Linked DNA regions of Mus musculus: all the other regions are linked to region 3. Evidence: chromatin contacts called from public Hi-C and HiChIP or PLAC-seq data. All regions are on one chromosome and are shown on one strand. Each heading gives the region's core, a stretch centred on a gene start, on an enhancer-like site or on the middle of the called end of the contact. The rest is flanking DNA. Distances are from core to core; before and after follow the strand shown. Region 1 holds the start of Rarg (retinoic acid receptor, gamma). Region 2 overlaps Atf7 (activating transcription factor 7). Region 3 holds the start of Prr13 (proline rich 13).

Evidence for each region. Hi-C and Micro-C count contacts between places; a contact is called where the count stands out from the background. HiChIP or PLAC-seq counts read pairs in DNA pulled down with a chosen protein or histone mark.
Region 1: a contact with region 3 is called in an HNF4G HiChIP or PLAC-seq map of pancreatic cancer cells. The contact joins the promoter of Rarg here to the promoter of Prr13 in region 3. A contact is called at or near these places in 20 of 39 promoter capture datasets (the 3T3-L1 cell line, 3T3-L1-derived adipocytes, the C10 cell line and 13 more), 4 of 484 Hi-C or Micro-C datasets (the G1E-ER4 cell line, bone marrow-derived macrophages, embryonic stem cells and 1 more), 4 of 115 datasets of contacts at active chromatin or transcription factors (the SCID.adh cell line, bone marrow-derived macrophages, microglia and 1 more) and 4 of 9 other capture datasets (adipose tissue, liver, macrophages and 1 more).
Region 2: a contact with region 3 is called in a Hi-C map of the P5424 cell line, with 3 times the contacts expected there. The contact joins the enhancer-like site here to the promoter of Prr13 in region 3. A contact is called at or near these places in 5 of 39 promoter capture datasets (the C10 cell line, cranial neural crest, frontonasal cranial neural crest and 2 more), 6 of 484 Hi-C or Micro-C datasets (CD4 T cells, the N1E-115 cell line, the P5424 cell line and 3 more), 3 of 115 datasets of contacts at active chromatin or transcription factors (the 230-238 cell line, embryonic limb bud and embryonic stem cells) and 3 of 9 other capture datasets (adipose tissue, liver and pancreatic islet).

Annotation. Positions count from the first base shown.
Region 1 is chr15:102,254,091-102,259,122 of GRCm38.p6, forward strand. It overlaps Rarg (retinoic acid receptor, gamma), which reads right to left and starts at 3,432. Exons shown (of 10, transcript NM_011244.4): 1 at 3,150-3,432; 2 at 2,380-2,449.
Region 2 is chr15:102,604,741-102,609,516 of GRCm38.p6, forward strand. The region is part of intron 1 of Atf7 (activating transcription factor 7); the gene reads right to left. LOC105246046 (a long non-coding RNA gene) reads left to right here. Exons shown (of 2, transcript NR_155446.1): 2 at 2,879-3,271. Among named protein-coding and RNA genes, the nearest start is that of Atf7, 18 kb to the right of the region's middle. Within about 2 kb of position 3,096, at least 9 of the 459 cell types and tissues checked have an H3K27ac peak or open chromatin away from gene starts, as enhancers often do. A contact at or near this core is called in the P5424 cell line, where this site is marked.
Region 3 is chr15:102,456,608-102,460,985 of GRCm38.p6, forward strand. It overlaps Prr13 (proline rich 13), which reads left to right and starts at 2,563. Exons shown (of 4, transcript NM_001170911.1): 1 at 2,563-2,648; 2 at 3,501-3,539; 3 at 3,763-4,112. The coding sequence starts at 3,521. It also overlaps the pseudogene Gm24128.

The sequences.
Region 1 (5,032 bases), core at 2,182-4,681, 200 kb before region 3:
ACCAGAAGAGACCCCCTCCTTGTCCTCAGTCTACATTGCTCCTCCTCCTCCTCTCTCTGAATTCCTAAAAACTCTCCCTATATTCTTTCCTCCCTCAAATGTAGCTTCCCTGACCCCTGATCTAGGAAAGGGGAATCTAGGTCCCGCACACCATCATGCGGTGGCCAAGGGAAAGATCCTCCATAGATCTCCTGAACCACCTACCAACTGTGAAGCTTAATGGGCTGGGGTGCAGCTCTGCTCCATAGGAGACCGATTAAAAGTGGACAGAGGACCACAGTGGGCGCCCAGGTGGGCATTCCACCCAGTTAGAAACTGTCTAGGGGAGCTAGAGAAAGTACCCAAGGAGCTACAGGGATCTGCAACCCTATAGGTGGAACAACAATATGAACTAACCAGTACCCACCCGCCCCGGAGCTCGTGTCTCTAGCTGCATATGTAGCAGAAGGTGGCCTACAGTGGAAAGAGAGGCCCATTAGTTGTGCAAACCTTATATGCCTCAGTACAGGGGAACGCCAGGGCCAAGAAGTGGGAGTGGATGGGTAGGGGAGTGGGGGGGGGGAGGATATGGGGGTACTTTTGGGATAGCACTGGAAATGTAAATGAAGAAAATACCTAATTTAAAAAAAAAAGAAACTGTCTAGGATCAGCGTCTTCTCCCTTGTCTTTGTACCTCTGCCTTTCCTGCCCCCCCTCTTTCTTTTCTCTTATCTCTCTCAACCTCCACACTCTTAGGAATAAACCGTAAAGGAGACTCTGACTCTCACTAGATGCCACCAACAGGCCCAGGACCCTCTAGCTCTTTACCCCGATGTCCCCAGAGTCCTACAGTATTAACTCATAGCCTCCAGGATCCTTCTCTTGGTCCATGAGGTCCTCATCCCAAGTCAAACCCAGGTGGATCCAGGAGTCCAGGGCCCCCTAGGCCCCTGGGCCATAGCTCAACAGGCTGGGCTACATTCCAGGTGGATTAACCCCTCCAATGCCAAGAATGATAAACTGGTAGAGCACCCCCCCCCCAATCTTTCCCAGATTCTGTTTAGACTGGAAATAGGCTCTCTATTCCAGCCATCCCTGTCTTGGCATCTTACCTACAGATGGGAACCAGACCTCTAGGGTAGGGCAGAACTTCAACAGGAGGTGGAGGGGAAGGGGTGTTCAGGCTCCTGGTCCTCACCAAGGACATTGTAAGCAAAGGACAACTCTCCCTGGCCTTCCTCCTCAACTACCTGGGAGGGGAGACTTAGAGGTGAAGAAGATAACAGATTCCTGTCTCCTAAGTCTGGTCTCTCTGGGAAGGGGGCGCACTTCAGTTCCAGGTAGAAGAGAGTAAGACAACAGTGCGGGAGTCAAAGGAAATCCTAAATGAGGCCTTAACTGTCTAGGTTCTTTGTGGGACCTGCAGAAGAAGGAGAACGCTCCCCTCTTCCCAAGATGCCACTTCAGATGGTGCGGCTTAGAAGGCGGGCAACTGACTTGGGGAAAGGGTTCTTACAAAGCTTCTCTTAGAGATGAGGTGGAGTTGAGGGGAGGGCATGGATGAAGGGGGCTGCCGGATGGAAGGGGGGCGTCTCCCTGCTGCCCTGCCCGCTCCAGAGCCTGGAACAAAGCCGCTCTTGTCAGTTGCTCTCCACCCGCTGCCCCCCTCCCCTCTGTATAAACACGACCACCTTTTTCCATGACCCCATCTCCAGAATGGGAGGAGAACCCAGGCATCCTCTGCCCTATCCTGAGCCCCAAGCCTGTTCTCCAGGAGACAGCAGTGGACCCAGCTTCCCTGGCTCCGTGCCGTTGTTGGGGGAGTCTAGACCCTTGATTCTCCACCTTGAATCCTCAGGTGCCCTCCCTCTACCCCACTGGCCCCAGGGAGGGGCAGTACCCAGGAGGCAGGCAGGCAATGCCAGTGGAATGTGTGTGGGCATCAGAGGGCACGGGCAGGGTGGGGCCGAGGGGGGAACTGGAGGTGCCAGTTAGGTGGCTTTCTGAGCCAGAGGTGGGGGTGTGCCCCGGGGTTGGGGGGGCGTGTCCTATGCTGCCTACCAGTTCTAAGCCACTGTGTGTGTGTGTGTGTGTGTGTGTGTGTGTGTGTGTGTGTGTGTGTGTTGGGATAACCAAGCTCCGAGCACCCTGGACACACACTCCCCTTGACCCCCTCTAAGTATCCTTACTGACAATGGCTGTGGTCCTCAAACCCTAACTCAGTACCCGAAGAATAACCATAAGGGCAGAAGCCTCAAATTTGAGGAGTAGGATCCCAACTGCCCCGGGTTTAAGCCCTACAAGAGGGAATTATTTGAGCATTTTGTCCTTGAGTTCCCTCCCCGAGACAGACATCCCTGCTGCCCCATCCCCATGACCACCAACTAAGCATATTCTTACCCTCTGGCCTCTGCAGAGAGTCCCTCCTACATACTGGGCCAGGCTGAGGTGAGGGACCTGGTGGAAACTGCTGGAAAGGAAAGAGGCGCTGTCAGTGGCACTCCAGGACAGGGGCTCTCCTGAACCTGTCCGGGCGTTATAACTCTAGCTTTGTTCCACTGGGGCCTCCCCTTGAGAATATTCTAAAAGAGCTCCCCTTCATTGGCTCACTTGTGCAGTAAGGGATAGATCAGAGAGAATCCAGGTTCTGCAGTCCAAACTCCACAGACCACTTTACCCACCTAGACACTTGCTAGAGCTTTCCTAGTCCCCATACAGAGCCCTGCCAATCCACTGGAGAAAGGGTACTTGGACCATCAGATCCACCCTTCAGTATGCCCCCGCCCCACTCCGGTGGAAGAATGCCATCCTTTCCCAGAGGAGGAAAACCCGTCTTCTCTGACATTCCGAGTACAGGAACATTGGTTCGCTTGCCCAAGACTTTCCTAAATGCTCTCCTTCAATACTCACCAAAATCAAGGGCAGACAACCCGGCCCATCCTCAGTCTGTCTAAAAAAAAATCTCCCCTTTCTCTTCCCGGGTCACGACTGACCCCAACTTGGGGCAGGAAGCCTCCGCATAAGCTCGGCTAACAGCTTGGCCACCCCCGGAGGGAAAGGACCCCAAGGCTCCCGACGCCCCCGCCCCTGGCTCATTTCAGCAGAGGAGCCCCGGCGTCCGCGGCCGGAGGGCGGCCAGGCGGGCGAGCCGGCTTCCCCGCCTGACTCACCTGGAGGGGAGGGCGGGGGAAGGAAGGCCGCAGAGCCCCGAGGTCCCGGCGTCGGGCGGTCTCGGGGATGGAGCACCGCGGTGTTAGTGACTCGCGGTAATGGGGGGCTTCAGGGGGGCACGGCTCTAGGCTGGGACAATCCCGGGGCCTCTCGGAGCCCGCCCGCCCACGTGACCGCCCCAAAATATCCGACACATTTTCTCCCAAACCGCACACTGACTCCGCAGGCGGGGACACGGAAAATATTTTCTTTCTTTTTCTCCCTCCCTACCCCCCCCACCTCCCTCCCTGCCTGGCTCCCTCCTCCTCCTCCCGCCCTCGCTCCTCCCTCCCCTGCCGCCTGCCCCTGCCCGGCTCCCTCCTCGGTGCCCTGGGGCTGGGGGGGGTGGTGGCTGGGGGGGGGGAGGACTGGGCGGGGCGGCCCAGGACGCCTGGGTCTCTGCCCCTCCCATTTGCTAGGCTTCCGTGGCTCCATCCCCGGGAGGCCGGGCAGAGCTGGCAGAGGTCAGTGTCCTGGGCTCCATGATGCCAACCCTTTCTCTCTGGCGCTATCCCCCTTCCAGCCATTTGGGGAGACTGAGTTGTCTTTAGCCACGCTGTATTCTGCCAGGCCGGTCTCTGGTACCTCCCAGGGTAGGCAGTGAGAGACTTGGACACTGCCAAGACGTGGAGTGATGGGGCAGGAGTATACCAGAGGAGAAGGCACTGTCCCCTTTTCTTAGTTAACCTCCACCTGCAGGTCAAAGCAGTATCCCTTCCTCTGGCCTTCTCTGTCCTATGGCCTAGGAGCAAACTGGTTTAACTAGTGGGGGTTACGATGAAGGTGCTACGAATTGGGTTCACAGGCTTCCTCCCTCTCATTCTGCCTGAAGTTGACTCCAGGAGTTAAAGCGCGTGGGTCTCTCGCTGCCAATATCGTCCCCACCTTTAGACTTGGATTTAGAGGGGGAGAGGCTGGCTGGGAGGAGGGCTGAAAGAACTTTAGGGAGGAGGGGGGATGGGAGGAGCCTTGCGCTGGGTGTGAGGGAGAAAGCCCAGGCGAGGGTGTGTGTCTGGCTCAGCCAGCGAGGCCTGCCTGGCTGCCTGGTAGATGCGCCACGAATGTTGTTGACGCTGGGTCTCTAGAAGCCCAAAGTCTGTGTCTAATAGGGATATTCTCTGTCTCCAAACAAACCGAGGCTGAAAGGCTCTCGAACCTAGAGAGGGAAGCCAATAGTTTGACTTTATACCACAGAGCACAGAGCCAGAGAAAAGTGAAGTCCTATGCACTCTCACAGGGATGGTCACGACTCCAGAAGAGGAGAAAGCTCATTGGACGGGCTGGGCCAGGCACTAGCCCAAAGGACCATCCTCAGCAACGCTCCCAGAGTGGCCAGCACCTGGGGAATGGGCCCCTGAATCACATCACATTTTCCACTTTGGAATTACTCAGCTCTGGTCTTGCTGTCACCCTAGGGGCCAGGCATCCCCCTCCTGGGAAAGGCTTTTCTGGGTAGCCATTATCAGCTAAAGGAGAAGGGGAAAGAGAGGCTTGCTGTGGCAATCCCAAGAGACCAGAGACGTTGTGGGGGAGGAAGGGGGGGAGCACAGACGAAACTCTGCCTTTCGCTCCAGGGCTGGGAATAGGTACTCCAGGGTCCCGTCCCCAGGTGGCCTGACTGCTGTTGACTTTGCCGGTTACCCTGGGAGCAGCTCTTAGCAGTGTGGGAGGGGTGTGTGTCCGGGAGTTGGACCCTGGCATTCAGGCTGGGGTGGGATAGTGAGCTGCCTGTGTGGCAGGGATCCTGCCAGGAGGCTGCAAAATTAACCCCTCCTGCCCTGCCCTGGTGGTGGCTGGCGGAAGGAGGGGCGGGCCCAGCTGCGGTTTGGGAATGTGGCCCTAA
Region 2 (4,776 bases), core at 1,846-4,345, 150 kb after region 3:
GATCTTGTTACGGATGGTTGTGAGCCACCATGTGGTTGCTGGGATTTGAACTCTGGACCTTCGGAAGAGCAGTCGGGTGCTCTAACCCACTGAGCCATCTCACCAGCCCCAGAAATTTCTTTTAATAAATCAAGAATAAAATGTATGGGCTAGTCATACAAGTGCTTACCATACAAGTCTAATAACTTTTTTGAGTTTGCACCCCAGAACCCTCGTAAAGGTGGAAGGAGAAAATTCACTTCATAAAATTGTTCTCAGACTTCCACATGTGTACCATGACATATGTGCCCCCTCAACACATATCATATCTACACATAATAATGATAAGTGAAATAAATTTACATGCATATAATGTAACCTAAGAAAAGAGTGCTGATCTGTATGACTGGGAAAAAAATGTCTTTGAGTTAAAAAAGAAAAAAAAGCCTGTACCTTTTAATATAAGTACTGCTGGGCAGTGGTGACACATGCCTTTAATCCCAGCACTTGGGAGGCAGAGGCAGGCAAATTTCTGATTTCGAAGCCAGCCTGGTCTATAGAGTGAGTTCCAGGACAGCCAGGGCTACACAGAGAAACCCTGTCTAGAAAAAACCAAAACCAAAACAAACAAACAAACAAAGAATATAAGTACTGAAAAGTAAATTAGAGAGTCATATAAAGTTCTATAGAGCATTAGTAGCAACTGAAAATATAAACTCAACAAGGAACATAAAAAAAATCTAAAATTATATATTACCAGTTTCATACAGAAAACAGGTTTGGTGGGATAGCCAAGCAGTTCCAGCACTTCTTTCTTTATTCCTGTCCAGAGTTAATTTTCAGAATCCCTGGCGAGAAATATTATTTCTAGTAATAACCAATCAGAAATGATTAGAGACTGAATCTGGGTAGTGGTGACACAAGTCTTTAATCTCAGCACTCAGGAGGCAAAGGTAGGTAGATCTCTGAGTTGCTGGTCTACAGAGCAAGTTCCAGGATAGCCAGGGCTACACTTAGAAATCCTGTCTGGAAAAAAAAGAAAGAAGGAATGAAAGCAGGCAGGCAGGCAGGCAGGCAGACAGACAGACAGACAGACAGAAAAAGGAAATAATTAGAAATCGTTTCTAACACGCATCTCTAAGGAAATGAAAGGAGCTAAAACTAAGCCAAGCAGGTACTGAGTACAATTTAGTTTAGCTTTAAACAAGCTGAAAATTTTAAGACAGGCTCTAACTCTACATCCCCATTCTTTTATGACAATAATACAAAAAAAGCCTATATGCAAAAAGGTTCTCTAAAAAAAAATAATAGCTACTAACTTTCAGACTCTAGAGAATTTAGCTGTTAGTAAACAAAGTGTACAAATACTGACATTCTTGACTAGTCAACAGTCTTTTTAAAAATTGTATGTATGTATGTATGTATGTATGTATGTATGTATGTATGTATGTATACATTCACACATGTCACAATGCATGTGTGATAGTCAGAGGACACGTTTTGGGAGTCAGTTCTCTCTCTACCATTTGGGTCCTGAGGATAGAACTCAGATTGCTAGGCTTGTTAGCAAGTGTCTTTATCCATGGGGCCATCCTTCCAGCTCCAGTCTCAACTGTTTATCCTCCAAAAGGACACTCATAGATGATCTGGTTTGCATGGTATCTAAAAAAACCACCTAAGGAAAAGATTCCTGTACACATAAACTGTGGAAATTAAAATGCAGGTTCTATGAACCTCAGAAAACAAAGTAGACTCAAGTTTTACTAGGCAGTAGACTATTCAGGAATTGGAAACTCAGTTTATTAATTCTGGATTAATTTTCCATTGTACTATTTAGCATTACCATAGTTCAGCATACATTATCTTGCCAGTAGGTAAATCAACTGACTCAAAAGGATGATGTAAAACCACATAGACTATTATAATCTTTTTGTTTGTTTTAAGATTCATTTATTTATTTTACTTATATGAGTACACTGTAGTTGTCTTCAGACACACCAGAAGAGGGTGTCAGATCCCATGACAGATGGTTGTGAGCCATCATATAGTTGTTGGGAATTGAACTCAGGACCTCTGGAAGGGCAGCAAGTGCTCTTAACCACTGTGCCAGCTCTCCAGCCCAGACTACTATAGTCTTAAACAAATTAGCCTTATTGTTTCATACCAAAATTGGTTTGTTTTATATTTGCATGTATGTATGTGTATGGAAGTGGTATATGTATGTCTTCATGTGGCATGTGTGTATGTGTGTGGAAGTCAGACTACAGTGCCAGTGAGCGCCAGGGATCTGCCAGTTCCCTCTGTCCATGTCCTCCCCCACACTGCCACCCAAGTTACAGATGTGTGCTGCCTCACCTGGGGGCCCTCATGCTTACACAGCAAGCACATTACTGAATGAGCCATCTTCCTAAGCTTTGTATTTGTTTCCTGTTTGCTTGTTTGAGAAAGGGTCTCCCCATTTTGTCCCAACTGTCCTCAAGTTTGCAATCTGCCTCATCTCTGCCTGGGATTACAGGCTTGCACCACTACATCCTTCCTATACTAGGATTTTGTAAAATTCTTTGCTAAGAGGCTTCTGGGGAAAAAAAAACACAGTTATAAAAAAATTGGCAAATTAGGAATAAAGGTGTTGAGGGTAGTATGAATTCTAGTTATTTGTTCTCAGGTACTCCAAACAAAAGGAACAACAAAATGTTTTGTAACTTCTAAAAGTGTGAAACTTGCCATGTTATACAACTTCTTATAGCTGCAGTACATAGTACAATGTAGCACTCAACAGGGGTTTCTTGTATGCTTAATAAACAAATCTCCAGAAACATGAATCTGAGTACAAGTTCTTGAATTTTTTTATCAAATTTTTTTCTTCTTTTTTTTTTTTTTTATTTTTTTCTTTTTTCAGGCTTTCACTGTGAAGGCCAAGCTGGTATGGACTTACTCCGAAGCACTCGCTCAGTTCAAGCTCTTGCTTCTCCTGCCTCAGCCTTAACAAGTGCTATGCTGACAACCAGACCCTATTACCACAAGCTTGAAGAATCAAGGAAATTAAGTACAACAGTTTTCCCTTACAGGAAAACATCCAAGACTCACAGCAGAGGACTCCTAACTATAACAGCACCAACTGCTACAAACACTGCTTTTCCTATATGTTCTGCAGCATGGCCACAGAGGAGAGGCAGCTTTTACAGTCTTGGCCAGCCTGGAACTCACTATGTAAATCAGGCTGGTCTTGAACTCATATCTTCTTGACTCTCCTTTTAAGTGTTGTGGATTAAAGGGTAAAGGTGTGTATACCACAGCCAGCCTTTGTTTTTGTTTTGCAACAAGGTCTCAAGTATCCCAGGCTGGCCTCAAATTTGCTATGTAGCCAAAGCAAATTTGAACTTTTCATCCTCCTGAGTTCTTTTATGTGGTGTTAGGGATGGAAACCAGGACCTGCTAGGCAAGTATTCTACCAACTGAGCTAAGTCCTCAGCCCATTCTTCAGTATATAATGTCCTGTACATCTTTTCAAACCTCTTGCACTTTGAGAAGACTGTTAAATAAAATAAGGCTTACTTAATTTATAGGGAAACTATTCAAATACATTAAAAAAATCTAAAATTAACTAACTAAGGTAAGGTAGCACAATAGTTTTTAAGCACTTCATAATCACTTGGGTATCTTGTAAAAGATCTTAGCACTGAGCCCCAAGAACTTACGAAATCCCAACATTTAGGAGAGAACCTGAGGCAGGAGAATTGCAAGCATGAGGACAGCCTGGGTTACAAAGTGAGACATTGGGGTTGATGAAAGAAGCTATGTATTCTGGTTACTTTTAAACTGTCAACTGGACACAGCTTAGAATCAGTGAGAAGACAGCCTTTTTTTTTTAAGATTTATTTATTATACATAAATACACTGTAGCTGTCTTCAGACACACCAAAAGAGGACATCAGATCTCATTACAGATAGTTGCTGGGTTTAGAACTAAGGACCTCTGGAAGAGCAGACTGCTGAGCCATCTCTCCAGCCAGACAACACCCTTAACTGAGGAATTCCTAGGTCAGAACAGCCTCAAGTACATCTGGGGGCGGGGTTATCTTGGCTTAATTGAATAGCCCATTGTAGGCTCTATTACAGATAGGCAAGTAGTCCTAACTAATGTAAGAAAACTAGCTGGAAGGATGGACCATCCAGAGACTGACCCACCCAGGGGTCCATCCCATAATCAGCCACCAAACCCAGACACTATTGCATATGCCAGCAAGATTTTGCTGAAGGGACCCTGATATAGCTGTCTTCTGTGAGGCTTTGCCAGTGCCCGGCAAATACAGAAGTGGATGCTCACAGTCATCTATAGGATGGAACACAGGGCCCCCAATACAGGAGCTAGAGAAAGTACCCAGGAGCCAAAGGGGTCTACAACCCTATAGGTGGAACAACAATATGAACTAATCAGTACCCCCAGAGCTCCTGTCTCTAGCTGCATATGTAGCAGAAGATGGCCTAGTTGGCCATCATTGGGAAGAGAGGCCCCTTGGTCTTGCAAACTTTATATGCCCCAGTACAGAGGAACGCCAGGGCCAAGAAGTGGGAGTGAGTGGGTCGGGGAGCAGGGCGGGGGGATGATATAGGGGACTTTTGGGATAGCATTTGAAATGTAAATGAAGAAAATATCTAATAAAAAAATGTGTGTGGGGGGGAACTAGCTGAGAGCTGGTTCAGTGGTTAAGAGCACTTGCTGCTCTTCCAGAGGTCCTGAGTTTAATTCCCAACAACCACATGTTGGCTCACAACCATCTATAAGGTACATCCAGA
Region 3 (4,378 bases), core at 1,313-3,812:
TTGTTGTCCCTGTACAAGGGTAACCCACAAAGTTGGGAAGCATTTCATATATTTTAAAAAGCTTTCTTTAAAAAAATAAATATATATGTTTTCCTTCATATTCTATACATTAAGAATACAATTTTGGGATGGAGAGATGGCTCAACAGTTAAGAGCAATGACCACTCTTCCAGAGGTCCTGAGTTCAACCCCCAACAACCACACGGTGGCTCACAACCATCTGTAATGGGATCTGATTACCCTCTCCTGGTGTTTCTGAAAATGGCTTCAGTGTACTCTTATACATCCCCGAATGTATACATTAAGAATAAATTTTCAAGCCAGGCGTGGTGGCACACGCCTTTAATCCCAGCACTTTGGAGGCAGAGGCAGGCAGATTTCTGAGTTCGAGGCCAGCCTGGTCTACAAAGTGAGTTCCAGGACAGCCAGGGCTACGCAGAGAAACCCTGTCTCGGAAAAAGCAAAAAAAAAAAAAAAAAAAGAATAAATTTTCATCTTACCCTAATGTATTAATTTCTATCTATAAATATATAGGCAGAGATATAGATGCAGGTAAGCAGGATTTATTAGAATGATTTACAGGCTGCAACCCAGCAAATCCAACAATGACTGGCTGTAAGCAGGAAGTCCAACAGTCCAGTACAGTCCACGTGCTTGGATGTCTTCAGTACATGGTGGACTCCCAAAGAACTAGGCTTTAATGCCGGTAAAGAAATGGACTTTCCTTTCCAGGAGAGAACAAACTGGCCAAGAGCAAAGTGTCCTTCTTCAGTGTCCTTATCTAGGTTTCCAGCAGATGGTATGGCCCAGGTTAGAGGTGTGTCTTCCCACTTCAAAATCTAGATTAAGTAATCTATTCACCTACTTCAGGTTAAGAAGAAAAAAAAAAAGGTGTGTCCCGACAACCAAGAATAGTTATCACACCTAATAAAAATTGTTGTAAATATTTGTAAAAGTTTGAGATCATCTTGGCAACATAGCAGGCTGAGGCCATCCTAAACTGAGTGTGAGATCCTGTCTCAAAAATAAATAAAAGTGCCGGGCATGGTGGCGCATGCCTTTAATCCCAGCCCTCGGGAGGGAGAGGCAGGAGGATTTCTGAGTTCGAGGCCAGCCTGGTCTACAGAGTGAGTTCCAGGACAGCCAGGGCTATACAGAGAATACCCTGTCTTGGAAAAAAAATAAAAAAAAATAAAATAAAATAAAATAAAATAAAATAAAATAAAAGTGTAGAGGGTGGGGAGAGGAATGTAGACAGCTAAGGTCCAGGCCTTGTGTGGCTTGTGGGAAAGTCCTTGATTTATTCATCATTTTATCTATGAACAGGGTCTCATGTAGCGCAGGATGACCTAAAACTCTCTGTGTTGCCAAGGGTGACCTTGAACTCAGGATCCTGTAAGCCCTATCTGCAAAGTGCTGGGGTTAGCTGGGCTTGGTGGCCCACACCTTTAACCCTAGCACTCGGGAGGCAGAGGCAGGTGGATTTCTGAGTTCGAGGCCAGCCTGGTCTACAAAGTGAGTTCCAGGACAGCCAGGGCTATACAGAGAAACTCTGTCTCGAAAAACCAAAAAAAAAAAATTCTGAGAGTTGTGGCTTGCTTTTGTTTTTCTAGCACCCGAGAGAGAGAGAGAGAGAGAGAGAGAGAGAGAGAGAGAGAGATATGGGATGACTGCTTTTCATCCAAAGTCAACCCAAGTCATACTGGTAGATTGTCTCAAAAACATCAAAACCAAAAATGAATTCACTTAGTTACCCAGAACAATGACATGAAACTATAACTGCACCATCTGCTGAACACATTGAAACCCTGTCTCTTATCTTTCTACAAAAAAAGAACCACAGGCTGTGGTTCTAGCAGCTGGCAACATTGAAGCCCAGGGCTGGGACTCAGCAGAACTTCCTCCTTTTGTTCTCTGAGGCCTTTTTTTGTTTGTTTGTTTTTGTTGTTATTTTCCGAGTCAGAGACAGGGCTGGTCTGTGTGGCTCTGGCTGTCTTGGAACTCACTATGCAGACCATGCTGGTTTCAAACTCAGAGATTCACCTGCCTCTGCCTCCTGAGTTCAGGGACTAAAGGTGTTGTGCCATCATGACAGAGCTCTCTCTGAGGTTTTATGTAGGGTTCCCTAAGAAGCTAATATTGTCTTTAAATTCTGATTCTCTTCCTCCATTTCCAAAATGCTAGGTTACAGACAAGTCTACCCATCAAGCAGGCACTTGGTGCACATACACTGAGGCAAAACACTCATACACATTAAAAAAAAAAATCTTAAAATTTAAGCAAAACAACAACAAAAAAAAACAGTGAGAGTTTATCTCGTTGGCTCAGGTCCTTGCTTGGAGCTGACCCCGCCTCGGTCCCGCCCTAAGGAGCATTTCCGCTGCGTCTCCGTATTTCACCTGTATGTATTTCACAACGCAATGTTTTCTCCCTAAGGCTCCGCCTGGCGGCCAGCGCAACGGTTTCCTCCTTGTTTAGTTGGACCACAGCGATTGACAAGTCAGTTCTCCAATCATCGTGTCAAAGTGATCACATAATTATTAACTAGGTCACAGGGGCGGTGCGGAAGTATAGAATGAATAGGAGTGACCAGGAAGTGCGAACCCAGACTGAGAAGGAGGACAGGAGCGGGCTGGCGATCTGGGAAGGTGACAGGGCATCTGGCCTCCCAAATTCCATCTCTCCTCTTAGCTGGGCCAGGGATCCATTTATTCCTGAGAACTAAGAACTCCATTTGCTCTTTGGGGGTTGTGTGTGTGTTCTAAGAGTTTTGGGACCTGGAGTGTCTTTCTTGATATTCAGGATGGGATTATTTGTTTGTTTATTTATTTATTTTTATTTATTTGTTTATTTTAGCTTCACTTCAGGGGTGCCCCCGGGGCGAGCAGGGAGTTTAGGTCCCATCTCACACTACGGATGCTTAAAGGCCTCCGGTCCCTTTCCAGGGAGAGGGAAATGAGACTTCTCCATCCAGGTGAGATAGTGAAAGTGGGAGGGGCCCTGGGAAGAGAGTTCCTGTGATTTAAATCCTGGGCTAGAGTAGGCTATGAGGATGCGGGAAAGAAAAAGGGAACTTTTTTTTTTGTTTTGTTTTTGTTTGTTTGTTTGTTTTTGTTATTTCGAGACAGGGTTTCTCTGTATAGCTCCAGCTGTCCTGGAACTTACTTTGTAGACCAGGCTGGCCTCATTCGCCTGCCTCTGCCTCCCAAGTGCTGGTATTAAAGGTGTGCACCCCCACGCCCAGCAGGGAACTTTTTTTCATTTCCTTTTGTTTTGGGTTTGACACAGGGTAGCTCTAGCTGTCCTGTAACTCTTTTTCGACCAGGCTGGTCTGGAACTCAGAGATCCACCTGCCTCTGTTTCCAGAGTGCAGCCCATTTTTAAGTGGAGGTTTATCTGTGAGAGTCTTGGTAGGGTGGAGGCTGTAGGGTGGGGCTCGGGTTCTCGAAAATCCTCCTCCCTTCCTGGAACCTTCAGACTTTGCCTGGTTTACTTCCTAGGCTTGAGCTAACATCTCGACATGTGGAATCCTAATGCTGGTAAGTTCCTGGGGGCTCTCCTCTGACCTGCCCCAGCCCATTTTGCAATGAAACAGGAAGTTTCTATCTATCCCCGCAGCCCCAAGCAAAAGCAAAGCCACCGGACCACTGCTAGTTACCAAGTTCTGCCTTTCCATAAGGCTTAAGAACGGTAGTGATTTGTATTATGTGTTGATAGAGGTTCCGGACAGTTCTAATCTTTATTCTCGGATTCTTCTTCCAGGACCGAATCCATATCCACCCCAAGTTGTGTGCCCAGGAGGTTCCAATCCTGCCTGTCCACCACCTCTCAATCCTGCCTTTCCCCCTGGCCCCTGTCCTCCCGGAATTCCCCAGGGAAACCCAGCTTTCCCTCCGTGTCGTCCCCCTTATCCTGTACCACAACCAGGGTGTCCAGGATACCAACCCTCAGGTCCCTACCCTCCCCCATACCCACCACCTGCTCCTGGCATGTGCCCCGTGAATCCTCCGGCTCCTGGCATGGTGGGTCCCGGAATCGTGATAGACAAGAAGACTCGGAAGAAAATGAAGAAAGCTCATAAGAAGTCGCACAAGCATCACAAGCACGGGAAGGTCAGTGTCATCTGGAGCCTGGCTGGGGAAGGAGCTCCGTTCAGAGGGACCAGGGGTGATCAGGAGTTGGGGAAGGACTTTCACGGTTTGTGGGCACAGGCGATGGTGTGTGGGAGCGGTAGCCCGCAACCTTGTCGCTTTAGCAGATGTAGATGGTTTTTCCTTTAAGTAAGGGGATCCTCCTGAAAGGAGTTTAGTAATATTGAGGCATCAGATCACTCCCATCTGCCAAGGAAAAGTGAAGGGGTGCGGGGAGGATTTCTGTG